Linked DNA regions of Mus musculus: all the other regions are linked to region 2. The links are chromatin contacts, called in public HiChIP or PLAC-seq, capture Hi-C and promoter capture Hi-C maps. All regions are on one chromosome and are shown on one strand. The core of a region is the stretch at or near the end of the contact, and the rest is flanking DNA. Distances in the headings are between cores, read along the strand shown.

Region 1 (3,246 bases), core at 194-2,693, 980 kb after region 2:
TTTCCAGTCCCAGTCGCGGGTCCTCCTGAGGCAGGCTCTGGGTGCCTAGCAGATGACCGTCTGCAGTGGCAGAGACCCGACTTCCGACGCCCAAGGGTTTCTAAAAATCAATGCCAAAACGCACGGCAGGGATCGGAAAGGGAGTAAGGAGATAGTTTCGCATTTCATTTAAACGAATTTTCTTTACTCTGAAGGAGAAAAGTAGAAAGCAAAAATGAGAGTAACAGAATGTTAGCCTCAAAGGCAAAGGAAAAGTCCGAGCTGGAGGGTGACACAGTCCAAGGATTTAAACATCAGTAACAGATGGGAATAACTAGGAAGAGATACAAAATTCGAACTTGTTACCTCCTCCGCAGACCCAAGGGGGTTCTCGGGCCGTGACGTCAGCACGGGTCGAGGAAGGCCAAGTCAAAGCAGGTCCAGTGCCCTCGCCCCCTGCGGAAGTCTTGTGGGCTGATGGGTCTGACCGTCTGGCCGGTTCCTCCAGCCTCCAGAGGATCTGGGGAGTCGCAAAGGCGGCTTTTTACTTTGGCTTTAAAAAAAAAAAGTTACAAGTAAACTTTGTTAATTTCAAACAGCCACAAAAAGAATTCCACAAAAAAGGGCAGCAAGATGCAAAGAAATTCGGAAAGGCAAGGAGGGCACAGGGGGCCGAGGGAAAGGGCAGGGGCGCAGGGAGAGGAGAAGCTGCAGCGCTTGGACCCACGTTCCTCCCGGGGCTCCTAGCTTGAAAACACAAATCCTTACAAATCGCACTTACCACTCCGTGACGCCCACGGTGTCAGGACTTTGCAAACGAAGAAACTAAGCATTAAAGGTGATAGAGGGCGGGGGAAGGGAGCAAACCGGCTCTCAACTACCTCGGAGCCCGTCGGACGTGGAAGCACACGGTCACGGTCAGAAGGAAGCCAGCAAAAACCATCTTGGCAAGTCTGCGGTGAACGCCCTCCCTCCCCCACCCCGGCACCCGGGTTCCACTCCCACTTCGACAGCGGTAATTGAATTGTCACCTGCTCCTGTCCCGCCCCAGGCCTCCGGGGCCACTTGGGAAGCTAGGCCTTGCCAAGCGCCCCGGGCCAAGGGAGAGTGGCTCAGTGGAGCCGGAGCCCCAGGAGTAGAGGGGTTACACACGTCTACGCGGAGAGGCGCACCGGACACGGTAATTAGGAGCAATTCACACGCTCTCGGGCGCACGGAAACTTCTTGTCACGACATTTGCAACGCTCCTCCTCGCGCACTCCTTCCCTGGCGCCCCCTCCCATCCCGCAGGCACTCAGCAGAGCGTGCGGAGTTTCGAATCTTTCGGACACTGTAGAATGAGGGGCTCCCCGGGCGCGGGCCCGGCCAATCAGAGCGCCGACTGTCTCCCCTGGCCAATGGCAGGCGCCACATTGTTGTCCAATTCTGTCTAATGGAGCCCTGAGGAGCAACAATAGAGCGGGCGAGCGGCTCATTGAGAGCTGGCAGCGCCGGACTACCCGGCCCGGGGCGAGCGCAGCGTCCGGAGCGCACCGAGGGGACGCCGGTTGCAACCAGCCCGCCCTCGGCCAGGCCCCCGGCCCCGAGGCCCCTCCGGGGTGTTGGACTGCTGTGTTCCTAGAGGGGTCCGGAAGTTCGGACATGGTGGCTGAAGGAGGGTGACGTGGTCAGAGAAGGGGCCGGGGGCAGAGGGACGAGGCCAAGAGAGCCGAGGCGCGAGCCGAGCTGGGCGACGCGTGCTGCGCCAACAGAGGAGGAGCCCGGAGCTCGAGGCAGGTAGGGGAGGGCCGGCAGCCGAGCAGGGGAGGCGACCGGGTCGGTGGCCCCCGAGGGCGAGGCCCAGGCCCTGCCGGGCCTTGGGCATTGAGTGCTTGAGGGTCTGGGGGAAGAGGCCTCGGAGCACACGGTGCTCTGGGATTCCCAGACCCGGACCCCAGGAGCGGCTCCCGGCTCTGGCGGGGACCCGGGCTGCGTGGCGGGGAGTGGAGGCCGCGGCGGAAGCCAGGAGCAGGGCCTGCTGGGCCTTCTGCGGCTGCGGCGCAGGTGAGACTCTCGGGTCCCTTCAGGGTCAGTTTTGGAGGCGACTTCCTGGCCTCCTTTGAGGCCTGCTGGATTGTGCAAGTCCCAGAACCCTGGTCTGAGACCAACACTCTGGAACCTGCGCACAAGCGGGGTCCCAAGAGGTCCCAGGATGAGGAGGGCGTGTCTGAGGACTCAGTTCCTAAACTGGGAGGGGTGGGGGTTGGGTAAGAGGCATTGAGCAAAAGGACTCTGGCTCCTGCAAAGTCTAACTTTTCTGAAGATGTGCTTTCCTCTGACTACTCCAGACTAAAAGTCTAACCCCCAAGCCACAGGTTTCACCCTATCCCCGCCCTACCTTTTGCTGGAGATTTTTTTCCTAAGCAGCGCTGTCCCTCTCGGTGGACCTCAGTCCGGGTCGCCTTGTCAGCTGTTTCTGGACGTTTTTCTTGTTATTCAACTAATCTTTGAGCTAGGGTGGCCAGTCCAAAGAAAGTTTCTTCCGATGGCTTTTCTCTCTTCTCAGCTCTCCTACACTCAGTTCTGTGGAATAGAACTAACCCTTTAGAGGCTCAGACCACAGTATTTGCAGAATTCTTTTGGCTGTGATCCCAGGGCCATAAGCCGAACTTTGCCTCCAAGTTTTGTCTTCTAGTTCTTACCCTACTTCTAACAGGAAAAAATTCTTCAGTTCCTTTTTGCTCGAATTCCTCTGCTTCCACATTGAAAGCTACAATTAAGACCCCAGCCCAACCTGTTCACCTCCTCACCCCGCCTGCACATTTCTCTCCTCTTCACCTGTCCACCAAACGGGATCATTTTGCTCCTTTTTTTTTTTTTTTCTTGCTTTGCCTTTGACATCCGCTTGTTGGTCCCAAGTTTTCTCTGTAATCTGAGTCCCTTTCAGGCAAATATTTCTCTTTTCTCGACTCACCCCAATTAACCTAAGCTTTGGGCATAATATTTTCTTTCCAAATCCTCTTTACATTCAACTGCACCAATGACTTCCAAACGTTGTCTTGTTTTTTTCCCCTTGGCGGAACTACTGATTCAAACGAAATCTTACACGTGTAGTCAGATATAAGAGGTCAGTGGTGGGGGTGGGGGCGTACTTGTTTACAGGGAGCTTCCAGTTCGTTTCCCCAGCAGTTTGACAGCCACAAGTTTAGTTAAACTTGTACAACCAAAGTTTCCCAAAATGGGTTTCTGCAGGCCGTGCTTAAGCCTAGTGACTGTATTACCCTGACT
Region 2 (3,260 bases), core at 49-2,548:
GGCATGCGTTACCACTGCCCGGAATCTTAATGCTTTCAAATACTTCTGCCCCAGTTCATGTATCCTCTTCAATACTTTGTCTTCCTACCCTGTTTTGTAGTCTTAGCATTTATTGTTTTTTTTTTTTAATGTATTATTTATGGTCAGTTTCTTCCCATAAGAAACTAAACTTCAAGCCAAGGATTTTTTGTTGTTTTTGAGACGGTCTTAGTAGGTAGACATGGCTGGCTTGGAACTGCTTTGTAAACCAGGCTGGCCCTGAACTTAAAGAGATTCACCTGCCTCTGTCTCCCTGAGTGCTTGAGATTCAAGGTGTGGACTACCACACCGGCAACGATTTGTTTTGTGTATGGCTTTATCTTCAGCCACACAAAGGTTCAGAGGCAGGAAAGACAACCACTAATGTATCTATCGGCTTAAAGTCTTTTTGTTGTTGTTGTTGTTTACTCATATTCATTTCGTTTATCTCTTCCATGTGGTATGATCTCATTCAATGGTGTCTATCAGCTTTTTATTGTTATCTGGTCAACTGCTTTTTATTTTATATTGTGTCTGTTCCAGTCGCTGCAAAAGCATTGGCAAAAACAAAAACAAAAAGCTTGGGAAAGTTACTTGAGGTTAGTAGCCTAACATGTTCTTGCTTTTCAGTAAAAGTTGGCCAAACTTAAAGGTAGGCTGAGGACTACTCCAGGGTGTGGAAGCTTAAAAAAATAAACAATTCGCATACAAGAGTGAGCATATTGAAACAGATCTGGAGCGTGAAAAGCACCAATGGTTTGGCAGCCTACAGGATGGAAAGATGCAATTGTTATTTCCGGTGCTTAGTGACCCACAAGCACTGCATCCATCTCGGGATAGGGTGGGAAAAGACTTCCGGTGCTCTGCTCTTTTAAAAAAGAGACCCGCTGAGTCACTCTAAGAATAGAGTGCAAAAAATACACCGCAAGTGGGTGAAGAAGATCAGCATCCACTATCGCGACTCACTTCTGTGTTTTCTCGCTGGGGAATATTTTCTCAGACACGGAGCGCTACGCGGTTTTCCTAAAAACAGCTACGGACGCACGTCACAATCGCAGCAAGACTTCTCCCATCATCCTCCGCCTCTTTTCCTTCGCCCCGCCCACGTCAGGTTTCGAAATGCTCTCTGGGTGCGCCAGGAACCCGGCCTATTTCTATTGGTCTCTCGCTTCCCCTACTCCCATTGGCTGTTTCTGCAAACGTGACGGCCGTTGTGCGTTGTGATTGGCTAGAGTCCATAGCGTCATCGGCTGTCAGGAGGGTGGGATGAAGAAAGTCGGTGTGAGCGAGGCCGGGTTGGAGGAGGGGTTCAGGCCTGTCCTCCCCAGCGGCTGGGGCAGCAACAACGCCGGCCGCCGCCGTCGCCCCTGGGACGCGGAGGAGGAGGAGTGGCTGGAGGTGTAGGAGGAGGAGGTGGGCCTGGGGAGCGGGATGTCCAGCGCTACGACTTGCTGGTGAATGCTGAGGAGAGTCGCGGTTGCTGCAGTCTGTGTCACCGGGAGGAAGTTGCGGTGTGAGGCCGGGCGGGAGCTCACGGCTCTGGGGCGAATCGAAGCACGGGGTCTGTGCGAAGAATCATCGAAACCCTTTCCTACGCTGACCATGCCTGGAAGAAACAAGGCGAAGTCCACCTGCAGTTGCCCGGACCTGCAGCCCAATGGACAGGACTTGGGCGAGAGCGGCCGGCTTGCTCGTCTAGGAGCGGATGAATCTGAGGAGGAGGGACGGTCTTTCAGTAATGTCGGGGACCCTGAGATCATCAAGTCTCCCAGCGATCCCAAGCAGTACCGGTGAGGGAGGAGGCTCGGACTGGGGAGAACAGGGTGCGGGCTTCGGTTGGTGCTGTAGTGACTTCTGGTCTCCATGTCTCCCGGAGAAGCAACAGGGTGTTACTACTTCCCATCCCAAATGTGTGTTTGGGTGAGGCGGCCAGGGCAATTTGGAGTAGACGAGGCTGGCCTTTAACTCAGAGATCTGCTTGCCTCTGCCTCTCAAATGCTGGGATTAAAGGTATCCGCCGCCACTGCCCGGCTATTTTTGACTTATATTAAAGCAAGAATTAAGGTTTCCATGAGGAAGACAGGATGGATGGTAAAGGGGAGGAGGGTTGGTAAGGAAAGCTTGACAGTTAGTGATTCTGAATTTTGGCGGAGAGGATATTTGAGATGTGTGTGTGTGTGTGTGTGTGTGTGTGTGTGTGTGTGTGTTATTTTTGTTCAGTCTCAATCCAAAGGTGTATGAGTAAAGAGAGGTAAAACAGAGTGAAAATTACGAAAAGGATGCTGTGGTTTTAATAAAAGAACTTTACATCACCCTTTTCGTAATTATCACTCCTGTTTACCTCTCTTAGCTAGCCTGAGATGGAGTGGCTTGTAACCATGGGTAGCTAGCCACAACTAGAATGGCTTAGCTAGATGACTTCTTCCAAAACGTATTAGAGATATCTTGGGCCTCAGTTGTATGAATGGTAGGCGTGTAAGATCCCATTTTATACAATGTTTCAATCATGTGTAATGAATGAATGAATGGTGACTCAATCCCCCACCTGAATAAACTTAAGAGTTACTTTGTTTCATAAAATATCTTGTATTTGAAATAGTTTCTATTATCTTACAGCTTAGTTTTCCTGGTTGAAGACGTTGAAACACACTCAGAATTAGACAGCTAAATAGTATTGGAGCTTGTATGAAACTACCCATCCGACTCAAAAGCCAGTGCAGTATGTGCTGGGTTAGAAGCCTGCAGCTCCAAACTTATTATAAGCCTGCAGTGTGTTAAAAGAAGGAAAGAATTCTAGAGATCATCTTTTCCACTTTCCCCCCACTTCTGTTTTACAAACAACTGACACTCAGGTCCAGAAAGTAGTGACATAGTCCCAGCTTCAAGACTAGCTTAATTTCCCAGTATAATTTTTGTCAGTTTGTCAGGGTCAAGATATCTTTATAAACTAGGGATAACTTTTCTTGCCAAAGATGTAGTTGTAACCTGTAAGTGAGCAAGTTGAAGGTAATAACATTGCTTAGTTTTGGCCTCCCAGGTTAAATTTTCAGTACAGGTGTTGGTGGTTTTTTTGTTTGTTTGTTTGTTGTTTTCCTGTCCATACAAAGTTACCTAATAATGGCTAAGTCTCAGATACTGTTCTGATTGCTTCAGGTAGAGATTCGTTGACCTTATTTTTTGCTAGTTGTTTAACAAATACTAAATGTATGTGTCAGGTCCCAAACTAGCATTTCTGCACCTTG
Region 3 (3,337 bases), core at 126-2,625, 620 kb before region 2:
TAGGTTTCAGGATTGTCAGAGTTGGCCCAAGCAACCCAGTTTCTGAACGGCCAGGGAAAATGAAATATTTGCACCCAGACCCCACTATTAAAATGGTTGGAACTGGCCTCTGCTGTGGCATTATGCCACTGTGTCACACTGAACTTGCAGGAAGCCTTGACCCCCAGGTTTATGAGCATAGAGTACACCCCCAGGACTCAAGTATAAGTGTCCAGTAAAGAGAGTGAGAGGGAAGGGAAGGGCTGAGGCTGGGCTGAGATGGGGTTGGGTTGGAGCATCAGGTGAGGATGAAGGTTTGAGGTTGTGGTTTGGATGTAGGTCTAAAGCCAATTAAAGTCAAGTTGTGGGTAAACAGATGAGACGGTTTACAGGCAGGCTTGAGGAGGAGGCTGAGGCAGGTTAAGATTGCAGTAGTAATAGGGAATTCATAAAGCTGGGCTTGGGACTGTGCTGGTACCCGGAACAGCATCCAGAGCTCAGAGCCGCTGTGAGGACTAAGGGTAGAGTTAGGGATTCCTCTGTATGTCTGAAGATAGTATTTGCTGTTAGGGTGAAGGTTGGCTTGTGATTTGAGATTATGTTGAGAGTGATGGCAGAGTGAAGTTCAGAATAGGGACAGAATGAGTGCTTTGGGGGTAGTGCTGGTCAGGTTCAAGTGGGGCTCTAAATTATGGTTGGGGTCAGGATGAAGAAGGAGTTGAGATGGGGCTTTAAGGGTTTGATGTGGTACAAAGCAAGAGTAGGATCAGTGAGGAGTAAGGATGATTTGAGGGAAGGGCACTTAGATGAAGGTGGGGGCTTCCAAGAGGCTGGCTTGCGGGTGGGCTAGTGGGATAAGATGGGAGAAGGGGTTCAAGGTGAGGTTAGAGCCAGGGCCTGTACCTGAGCCACCACATGTAGTTGTGCTCGTAGGGGAAGAAGCTGTGCGGGTCGTCGCAGCAGTACTTGTGGTCGCGGAAGCCACAGCAGAAGACAGCAGCCGCTTCGCCCCCTGGCAGCGGGCAGCTGAAGCCGCGCACCACCTCCTGCTCAGCGCTCACGTAGCTCGAGCAGGCGCCGCTCATCGCGCCTCCTTGGCTCCCTGGACGGACGGACCGACAGCGGGTGAGCGAGAGACAACGGCCGGAGACCCCGCAGATCTTGAGAAAGAGCCCGAGGGCCAGGCAGGCAGGGAAGTGCGCAGGTAGAGGCGCTGCAGAGAAAGGCACGGCGAAAGGCGCGGAGGCGCGCGGTGAGGACGGGGCGCCCGGGGACCCGGTGGTCAGGTGCGCGGGCGCGGAGGCAGGGGTGCACGTGGGGACCCAGTCCAGGGTGGGGGCTGCCTCCTCGCCCCGGCTGCCGAGACACCACGCGACAGCCAGAGAGGCAAGGTGGATATTTGAGGCTCTCGCCTGAGCGAGGTACCACCGTGCGGGCCGCCAGGACCCTTCTCTGGGTAGTTGTGTGCTACGCAGAAGACAGGCAGAACGGGGTCCTCTGGGGTTGATGAATAATACTCCATTTAACTGGCAAAGCAACCTGAAGACCAGGGTTTTCATTGTATAGACGGCAGCTGAGAATCAGAGAGAGACAAGTCATTTCCCCAGGCTCCTTAGCTCATGGGATTTCAACCCTGTTGTCTGGCTGACTCTCAGCAAACCTCCTGTATTCCACATTGGCCTGGATGTCTTGATGACTGGCTTCCAACTCCCAAATGCTGGGATTTTGGGTGTGTGTCCACACCCTGCCCTCCAGTAATATTTTCAAAGTCTTGATTGCCTTTCTTTTCCTCTCCTGCTCTCTCTTTGACACACAATGTTCACACACACTCTTAGCACTCCCTGCTCTTGGCCAAAGACATTGAAGCAATTGTCTCAGGAATAAGCCTTTACCCCCACCTCAATTAGGGGTTGCCAACCTTCACAACTTGTTCCTAGACTACAAGGACAGTGTTCTCCTTCCTGTCTGAAGGTGCTTCCGAGCCTCAGTTTCTCCAGTGTACCCTGAGAGGGTGAACAAGGATCTTTGAGGATTTACCCAGTCCCTCCGAGCCTTAGCTCTGCATTTCCACAGAAGAGGATGGTAGGAGATAGTGTGGTGCATCCCTTTGCTGTGGCAGCTGTGTGTGGGATCATGGATCTGCAGGGGGCTGGGTATAAGCCTAACTGACCCCCTTCACGGCTTCTTTTCCCTTTGACCTGTAAGGCAGTTCAGTTCCACAGATGCCATTGTACACCACGCCTCTGACCTGAAGGTCAGATCCGGGCTGGCCCTTGAGAAACAGCTTGGTGGAGGAATCAACAGGGAGGGATCAATATAGGACCAGGATCATAGGCACAGAGGGGCTCTGTGTAAGGGAATAGCAAAGGTTTTAAGAGGGCAATGCTTTTAAAGGTCAGCCAAAACAATAAACAAAAAGGAGCCAGATCTGGTGGCATATGCCACTAGTCCAAACTATTCAGCAGGCTGAGGCAGGAGGATTGCTTCAGTCCAGGAGTTTAAAGCAAGCCTGGCAATACAGATCTCATCTCAAAAATGAGCAAAAACTTACCTTTGGCATGGATGATAGATAATGGTAGATAGATCATTTGCCTAGTATGCATGAGGGCCCTGGTTTTGTTACCAATACCTCAAACCAAGAAGAACTGTTAATATTCCCAGAAAACTCTTCTCTTGAGCTGTTATCACTGAAGACTGGCACTACTCTATTGAAGGCTCATTTTGACCTCTATTTACCAGAAGGGACAAAGGGGAGGAGCCCTTTGGGAAGGAGGGAGGCCTCTCTGAGGTGGACGACAATCCCCTAAATCCTTTCCAGTGAGGAATTAACTTCTTTCTCCTAGAAACCCAGAGGAAGGATCATGCCCTTGAGAGAAACCAGCACAATGTCACACGGCCATCAGGAGCGCTGCCATGCCTGCCTGCCTACCCAGGAGTTTCTTTAAACTCTTGATGGAGCTCATGGGCCGATATTAATAATGGTGTTTAATGGCAAAGTCGGAGTTATTTAGGATCACAAAGACTGTCAGTTACGTTGAATCACAATTTAATCCTGCAGTTTAGAATGTCAAAAGATGGATAGATGTGAGCCTTGAGAATCACACTTTCAAGGTCATTTCTATAGTGACAAAGTTGTAGATGCTATTACCGTGCTTTTGTCTGTTTTGTGTTGTCCCTTGATTGGATTCTAGAAGGAAGAGCTGAAGTGCATTTGGAGGCCGGTATTAACAAGCATGTAGTTTTCCCATACATGTCCCTAGACCATTACGTTACATCTGAAGGTTCCCTGTGATCCTGTGTTAAAGCCCCCAAGTTCCTTGGTCCAGCTCTTTCCTTAATATGTTCCTTTGTTGCACCC
Region 4 (3,499 bases), core at 754-3,253, 670 kb before region 2:
GTGGTTCCTGGTCCCCAACAAAGGCAATCTTGTTATGTAGCCCAGGTTGGCCTTTAACACACAACTATCTTCCTGTCCCAGCCACCTGAATATAAACATATGCCACTATGCCTGACTGAAATTAATTTTGAACACAAGGGTCTCAACTAGGCATGGTGATACATACCTTTATCCCAGCATTCAGATGCAGAGGCAGGCGGATAGGCAGATAGGCAGATTTCTGCGTTCAAGGAAAGCCTGGGCTACAGAGTGAGTTCTGGGACAGCCGGACTACGGAGAAACCCTGTCTGGAAAATGAGAGAGAGAGAGAGAGAGAGAGAGAGAGAGAGAAGAAGAAGAAGAAGAAGAAGAAGAAGAAGAAGAAGAAGAAGAAGAAGAAGAAGAAGAAGAAGAAGAAAGGATAAGAAGAGAAGAGGGGACAGGAGGGGAGGGGAGGGGAGGGGAGGAGAGGGGAGGGGAGGGGAGGGAAGGGAAGGGAAGGGAAGGGAAGGGAAGGGAAGAGAAGAGAAGAGAAGAGAAGAGAAGAGAAGAGAAGAGAAGAAGTTTCTCTGGCTGGCCTAGAACTTGGTATGCAACTGAGAATGACCTTGAACCCTGACCCCCCTTGCCTCTACCTCAACAAGTGCTAGGATTGCACCATGCCTGTTTTAGGACATGATGAAGACTGAACCCAAGGGACCAGGCAAGTTCTCCAACAGATGAGCTACTTCTTCAGCCTAAATATTATTATTATTTTTTTTTAATAATGGCTTACTGTTTTCCAAGCTATCCTGGAACTCCTGGAGGCCAGGTGGTGTGGCCTCTTCTGAGGCCTGGGCTTGCTCAGTTCTTGGAAACAGAGATTTATGTCTAGTCTCCTGAACTGCCAATGTGAAGCCTGTCATGGAGTCAGCCTGTCTCAGTTATACAGAACAAAGCAAGTAAGCTTCTAGATGTATCCAGTAGGAGTAGGTTAAGGAGGGAGGCTCCAAAGTAAAGGTCAGGCCTTCTCATCCTGGACCATGTATTCTAAGGGCTCCCTCTAGTGATTACAGATATAAACAAGATAAAAAGAACACGGATAGGTGGATGTGGGAGCTTGTATCTGCAACAGTACTCAGTAGGCTGAGGGGGGAGGATTGTCTCAAAGTGAGATTCTATCAAAGGAAAAACAGGAGAAGCCATACATAAAAGTCAGTTTTAGCCAGAGGCTCTGGAGTAACGCAGAGCTTGTGCTATCCTGTGAAAGATGTGTCATGGAACTGCTTTTAAAACCATGAGTCCATTCCCAATCGGCCTTTCCCTTTCTCCTTGCCCCAATAAACCTCTTCGGTAAGATCTGTTGCATCATATGACTTCATAGTGTTCCTTGGCTTCAATCCGCCATGCTGCTGTTCTAAAACTATTATAGTGACCATGTTGTCACTATAATCCCGACCACTGATGTGTTCTAATCATAACTCGCAGTCATATTAATATGGATGATTTTGATGGGTCTACAAAGAATATAGAGATAAGGGCATCCCGTGGCAATTGCACAGATTTATTTATTTCGGTTTTTCCGGCCATATTTGGGACACACAAGGTATTCAAAATGCTTGCCACCCAAATGAACGAATGCTTTCGGAATAGATTTCAAGTTCTGTTTTACGATGCTTCAGAGTACTTGGTGGTGAGCTGCAGCCCAACGCTGTAAGCTTTGGTAAGGCTGGGACCTGAGCTCCCGGCTGTGTCGGCTTTAGAACCGGAACTGAAGAATGTCTGGCTGATCCAGACTACAGGGAGAAAACCATTAAGGGGCAGTATGGCCTCAGATAAACCGACGCAGAAACCTGGGAGAGGGCTGTCCAAAAAGAAGAATAAAAGCCTGGAGGGGTGGGGGGGGTGGGGAGCTACCACCGCAAAGGATGATGGGAAGCGGTAATCGTCTCCTTCCTTCCAACCCGCCCCCGTACTGAGGAGCGCTGACGTCACGCACGCCGCCGGCATGCCCCGCCCCTGGGCTGGCTCACGTAACTGAGGGTGGAGCCACAAAGCGATTTGTGGGAGTCGGAATCATGGCGGGCTTGGTTGACTTCCAGGACGAGGAGCAGGTGAAGTCCTTCCTGGAGAACATGGAGGTGGAGTGTCACTACCAATGCTACCGCGAGAAGGACCCGGAGGGTGAGCGCCAACTGCGCAGCCTGGGACATAGGGGAGGGGAGCGAGCGTGGGGTGCAGTCGTGGTCACGTGGCGGGCCGAGGACGCCTAAGGACCGGGTCAGGGTCACTACGGGCCTGTGGGCGGGAAGTTGTAGTGCATCGGGGGCGGGGCCTGCAGCGGAGGGCGGAGCCCTCAGGCTAGATGCTGTGTAGTCAAGTTTAGGGTGCTAGGACTGGAGGTGTGAGGGTGAAGTAGAACCTCGGTGTACATGTCTTTGAGGGAATCATTTAACATGCAGGAAATAAATGAAATATATGCTAGTAGTAAATGCGAGCCAGAATTGGTTGGCATCTTGCACCTGTAATTCTAGCGTTCGGGAGGCTGAGGAAGGAGGATCACTTAGAACTCAGGAGTTAAGGACTAGCCTGAACTACATAGCAAAACCCGGCCCAAAAAAAGAATTGGAGAGGGAGATTGGAGTGGTGGTCCAGTAATTAGGAGCCCATTTAAAGTTCTAGGAGATCCAATGCCTCTGGCCTCTGCTGCCACCACACCACATGCTCGTATACACACATCCATAATTTAAAATAATAAAAATTAAATCTTTTTTTTTTTGAGACTGTCATTATGTAGCCTTGACTGGCCTAGAACTTACAGTGTAGGCCACGCTAGCCTTGGACTCAGAACTGCTTCCTCTATCTTCTGAGTTTTTGGCATGAGCCACAGGCCTGTTAACAAATTAATAAATTAATTAATTTGTTGAGGTGTTATTCTTTGTGTAGTCCTGACTGTCCTTCTGTTGATCAGGCTAGCCTGAAACTAAGATATCTGCAAGCTTCTGTTTCTCAAGTGCTAGAAGGTGTGGGCTGCCACCATCCAGCACAAAATTTTAAAAAAAAATTTTTTTTTTGTTTTAGTTTTTTCGAGGGAAAAAAAAGTTTTTTTAAGGTAAGTGAAATGTGATAAAAAGAACTGAGTGAAGGGCACTGCCCAATGACATGGCTTTTGAATAAAGCTTTGAAGGAGGAAAGGAACCATTGTAAGTCTTTGCCAGGCAGAGGTAATAAAAGGTCAGAAATTGACTATATTTATTTATTTATTATATGTAAGTACACTGTAGCTGTCTTCAGACACTCCAGAAGAGAGCATCAGATTTCATTACAGATGGTTGTGAGCCACCATGTGGTTGCTGGGATTTGAACTCAGGACCTTTGGAAGAGTAGTCGGTTTCCTTAACCACTGAGCCATCTCACCAGCCCCAGAAATGGACTCTTATGTGCAGTGAGGAGGTGGAGTGTATGAGTGACCAGTGCCCAAACAAGTGTCCAGTGTCTGTAGGTTGTTTTCCTATTGTTTTAATTAAGGGAAAAGAATGAA
Region 5 (3,657 bases), core at 990-3,489, 700 kb before region 2:
TTTATTAGCTAGCCAGCTGATGGTATTTTATTATAGCAACCTAAATGGACTAAGACAGTATCTTTCTCACCACACAAGCTATTACACCTCCTATTTCTTCCATCCTTCCAGGTAGTAAACATGTCATCCTTCACTACAAATCTTTTTCCCCCAGAGAACAGTTTCTCTGTGCAGCCCTGGCTCTTCTGGAACTCTATAGACTAGGCTGACCCCAGGGATCCATCTGTCTCTGCCTCCCCAGTGCTGGGCCTAGAGGAGCACCTGACTTTCACAGCCGATCTTAAATCTCTTCCCAGTCACACTTAAAGTGAAGTTTTCTTCTTCTTTCCCAAATGAGCCACATAAATTCTATTCATCTTTTAGGCCCAGCTCAAATCACGCCTTTGACTCCCCATCCTTTGAATAACTCATTCAGTCTCCGTGGAAAGGCCTGCATTTCCAAAAGTCTAACAGCCTGGTACCTTCTCCAGCAGGATGGCTCTCTAGTCTGAAAAGAATCATCACTACATCTTATTCTACTCCTTTTTGCACCAAAAGACGCTTCAACTCACCCTGAGTAGTCTGCAAGGTGCCTCAAATTTCAGTGGAAGACTGCACTTGACAGGTGGGGAAATGAGATCATAAATCAAACCATTCAAGAGTCTACCTGACCTGGGCACTGGGAACTCAGGGAATTAAGTAAGGCCCAGTTGTTTCCAGACTCTGACTCTCCTTGGGAAGGAACAGAACAGCACACAGTAACAGTGGAACAAGTGAGAGGCAGTCACTGGGAAAAGACAATGGAGGATCAGCAGAGTCAGGGAGCGAGGGAGTGTTTCCCGGTTAAACACCAGACGGTAGGTTACCTTCCTAAAAGTCAGATGGAGGGAAATACAACCTAGGAACTTATGATTATCAACAAGTCTTTTTGACTAGAATGTATTATTTCCTCCCAGAGATCAACATTTATTTTGTATAGGATAGAACAATGCTTTCAATATATACACAGCAAAACGCGGATAACACTTAAAAATGGGACTGTAGTCACAGCCATTTTGAAGCAGAGGAAAATTTGCAAAGAAAGGGTTTCTCCAAGAAAGGACAGAAAGGACAGGACAAATACAACCTTTCGGAGGAAGGTATTCGAAAGACTGTCACAATCTGACTGCCAGGCTGATATTCAGACCTCAAATGCCCTTGGTCTCTGCCTCCTAACAAAAACAAATCATGTGCTCTGAGCAACAACTGTCAAGCCTGCAAATTACAAAAGATTTTTAATTTCCCTAACGGTAACTCCACATGAAAACACATTCAAAATAAAAATGTAACAACCCTTTTTGGCTATTTCTGTCAAAAGGCCTGATAATCACATAAGGCTACAGGATGTACTCTGTAACACACCCCACTCAGGTTTTTGCAATGACACTAAGTAGTAAAGCTTCCAGACTATTCTTCCATACCGCCAATCTCCCCTCACTTCCCCACTCCAAAACAGAACGGAGAAAGAAAGGTTACTAATCTGTATGTACCCGCCCAACAGCTCCCGGGTAGCAATTGCCTTCCAATTGCTCCTGCTTAGCCCTCTGAAACCTGCACAAGGAAATGGGGACAGATGTGTGAGCCGGCGACGGAGGACATCCGACAAGGGGCAGAGGAAATGCGGATGGTCGAGGACCAAGGGGAAGAGGGGGCGCCGGAGATAAAATGGTGAAGAGGGTCGAGGAGGGAAAGGAAGCAAAGTGTGGGAAGGAAAAGTGGGGGGTGGGGGTGACTAACGACCATAGAGGAGAAAGGTTAAAATGGTTGAGGAGAAAGGGGAGGGTTAAAGACAGGGAAGGGGGGACGAGGAGAATGCGAAGGAGGCTGTCACCGGGGGACAAAAGGGTGTCACCGGAAAGAAGGGGGATTAAGGGATGTCTCCCAAAGAGGTTTGCTCCTACTGGTGGATGGGGAACGCGAGCCGGAGGAGACAGAGGGAGGGTGCAGGAAGAAGGGTGAGACGGCTGCCCGGCGTCCTCGGGCCACCCTGCGGGGGGTGGGGGGCAGGCCGCGCTAGCTCACCATGGCTGCGTGGGCCTGGTCCTCCGGCATGCAGCCTCGGTCCTGCGTGCGGTGGCAGGCGGAGCCCGAGCCCGCCGCTAAGATCAGCCGGCTCGGGGGCTCCAGGAGGCTCGGGTCAGGCAGCGGCTCCGGGCTGGGCCCAGGCCTCGGCCTCGCTCTTCTGAACTACAGCAGCCGCTGCCGCAACCTGACCGAAACACAGACTCCGCCTCGCTCGCCGCGCCTGCTGCGCCCCGCCCCCCCGCACGAGGTCCCGCCCCTCTCCCTGAGCCTACCGCGCCCTGCCCCTTAGAAGTCCCGCCCCTCTCTCCCTTGCATGTCTCGCCCCGCCCCAAAGTGGTCCCGCCCCCTGAAGACCCCGCCCCGTCCCGGCGTAGACTCCATTCTCAAACGCCAGCCCTTAAAGGGGCCAACGCCCTCTGACGAGGCTGTAGTCTTTCCGTTTGGAAGAGCTTTAAATCTTACCTCCAGAAGACTGCAGCGCTTACCCTCATTCTTCAAAACTTAACTTCTGATTCATAGTCATTAATTTTTTTTTTTAGTCATTAATTTTTGTTGTCAACGTTCTTAGTGATTTTAGCATTCTGTTACATGATGTTGTTTTGCTGTTGTTTTCGTTTTGTTTTGTGAGAAAGAGTCCCTCCACATAGCATATGTTAGGCAAGTATTCTGCCTGCTACTGCGTCACATCCTCGGGCCCCACAATCTCAATTTTGACTATGGAGCTTTCCCTCTTTAACCTGCTTTTCTTTTTTCTTTTTAAAGATTTATTTATTATTATATCCAAGTACACTGTAGCTGTCTTCAGACAGCACAGAATAGGGCATCAGATCTCATTACAGATGGTTGTGAGCCACCATGTGGTTGCTGGGATTTGAACTCAGGAAGAGGGGTCAGTGCTCTTAACCGATGAGCCATCTCTTGGCTGCCTTCTTTTGATCTTATGTAAATGGTGTTTAGCTATGCTATATTTTTCCACCCTCTAGGTAGCTACTTCAAGTCCCTCTTCTCAGGCCTCCGATATTTCCTTCTTCATGCTCATTTAACTAATCATTTTTGCCTTCAAATCACTGACAAAGTAAATGGACAAAACAGAACATCTATATAAGTTTCCATCACTGACAGTGACTTCCAGACTACCTATAACTCCACTTGTATACTTTTTCCTTTCTGTAGCCCAGGCTAGCCTTCACTATGTAGTCCAGGTATGCTTCAACTCTCCATTTCTCTGCTGTGGTGGTTTGAATAGGTATGGCCCCCATAGACTCCTGTGTTTGAATGCCTGGCCCATGGTGGTTGGTGATACTAGGAAGAGTAGCCTTGTTAGAGGAAGTGTGTCACTGTTTCTCCAGAGCGCACACTTCTGGAGACCTAACCCCCTAGCCTCTTGCCACTGGACCATCTTCCATTTTAATCACTATCAAGTATACAGGTCAGGCAGGATTAAGTACTGGTGAAGCCATCGCCAAACAGGCACTCCAGAAGGCTGCCACTTGATTGTTTCCATCGTGTTTGTGGTAGTGGGAATTAACTACAAGGCTTTGCACATGCTGTGCAAGTGTTCTCCTCTTGGGCAACATCCTCAGTTGTTCAGACTCTGCCGCTCTTGCAAAACTG

What was found. Promoter capture Hi-C pulls out the DNA fragments that hold promoters and counts their contacts. HiChIP or PLAC-seq counts read pairs in DNA pulled down with a chosen protein or histone mark. Capture Hi-C pulls out chosen DNA fragments and counts their contacts.
Region 1: a capture Hi-C map of embryonic stem cells shows a contact between it and region 2, with 2.6 times the contacts expected there. The contact joins the promoter of Dmrta2 here to the promoter of Nrd1 in region 2. A contact is called at or near these places in 1 of 39 promoter capture datasets (cranial neural crest), 1 of 115 datasets of contacts at active chromatin or transcription factors (astrocytes) and 1 of 9 other capture datasets (embryonic stem cells).
Region 3: a promoter capture Hi-C map of neural stem cells shows a contact between it and region 2. The contact joins the promoter of Shisal2a here to the promoter of Nrd1 in region 2. A contact is called at or near these places in 1 of 39 promoter capture datasets (neural stem cells) and 2 of 115 datasets of contacts at active chromatin or transcription factors (bone marrow-derived macrophages and microglia).
Region 4: a contact with region 2 is called in a promoter capture Hi-C map of pre-B cells, with 5 times the contacts expected there. The contact joins the promoter of Coa7 here to the promoter of Nrd1 in region 2. A contact is called at or near these places in 5 of 39 promoter capture datasets (the C10 cell line, hematopoietic stem and progenitor cells, hippocampal neurons and 2 more), 2 of 484 Hi-C or Micro-C datasets (CD8 T cells and uterus), 3 of 115 datasets of contacts at active chromatin or transcription factors (bone marrow-derived macrophages, memory CD8 T cells and pro-B cells) and 1 of 9 other capture datasets (adipose tissue).
Region 5: an H3K27ac HiChIP or PLAC-seq map of microglia shows a contact between it and region 2, with 6 times the contacts expected there. The contact joins the promoter of Zyg11b here to the promoter of Nrd1 in region 2. A contact is called at or near these places in 3 of 39 promoter capture datasets (hippocampal neurons, liver and pre-B cells), 1 of 484 Hi-C or Micro-C datasets (uterus), 2 of 115 datasets of contacts at active chromatin or transcription factors (microglia and regulatory T cells) and 1 of 9 other capture datasets (adipose tissue).

Annotation. Positions count from the first base shown.
Region 1 is chr4:109,976,582-109,979,827 of GRCm38.p6, forward strand. It overlaps Dmrta2 (doublesex and mab-3 related transcription factor like family A2), which reads left to right and starts at 1,444. Exons shown (of 3, transcript NM_172296.2): 1 at 1,444-1,755. Dmrta2os (a long non-coding RNA gene) reads right to left here and starts at 3,031. Exons shown (of 4, transcript XR_868017.3): 1 at 2,357-3,031; 2 at 761-2,205; 3 at 346-532; 4 at 1-188.
Region 2 is chr4:108,999,357-109,002,616 of GRCm38.p6, forward strand. Nrd1 (nardilysin, N-arginine dibasic convertase, NRD convertase 1) reads left to right here and starts at 1,299. Exons shown (of 31, transcript NM_146150.3): 1 at 1,299-1,808. The coding sequence starts at 1,477.
Region 3 is chr4:108,382,280-108,385,616 of GRCm38.p6, forward strand. It overlaps Shisal2a (shisa like 2A), which reads right to left and starts at 1,376. Exons shown (of 3, transcript NM_001099303.2): 1 at 883-1,376. The coding sequence starts at 1,064. Gm32297 (a long non-coding RNA gene) reads left to right here and starts at 944. Exons shown (of 6, transcript XR_003955247.1): 1 at 944-1,104.
Region 4 is chr4:108,326,149-108,329,647 of GRCm38.p6, forward strand. It overlaps Coa7 (cytochrome c oxidase assembly factor 7), which reads left to right and starts at 2,004. Exons shown (of 3, transcript NM_027250.4): 1 at 2,004-2,142. The coding sequence starts at 2,037.
Region 5 is chr4:108,298,851-108,302,507 of GRCm38.p6, forward strand. Zyg11b (zyg-ll family member B, cell cycle regulator) reads right to left here and starts at 2,240. Exons shown (of 14, transcript NM_001033634.3): 1 at 2,041-2,240. The coding sequence starts at 2,070.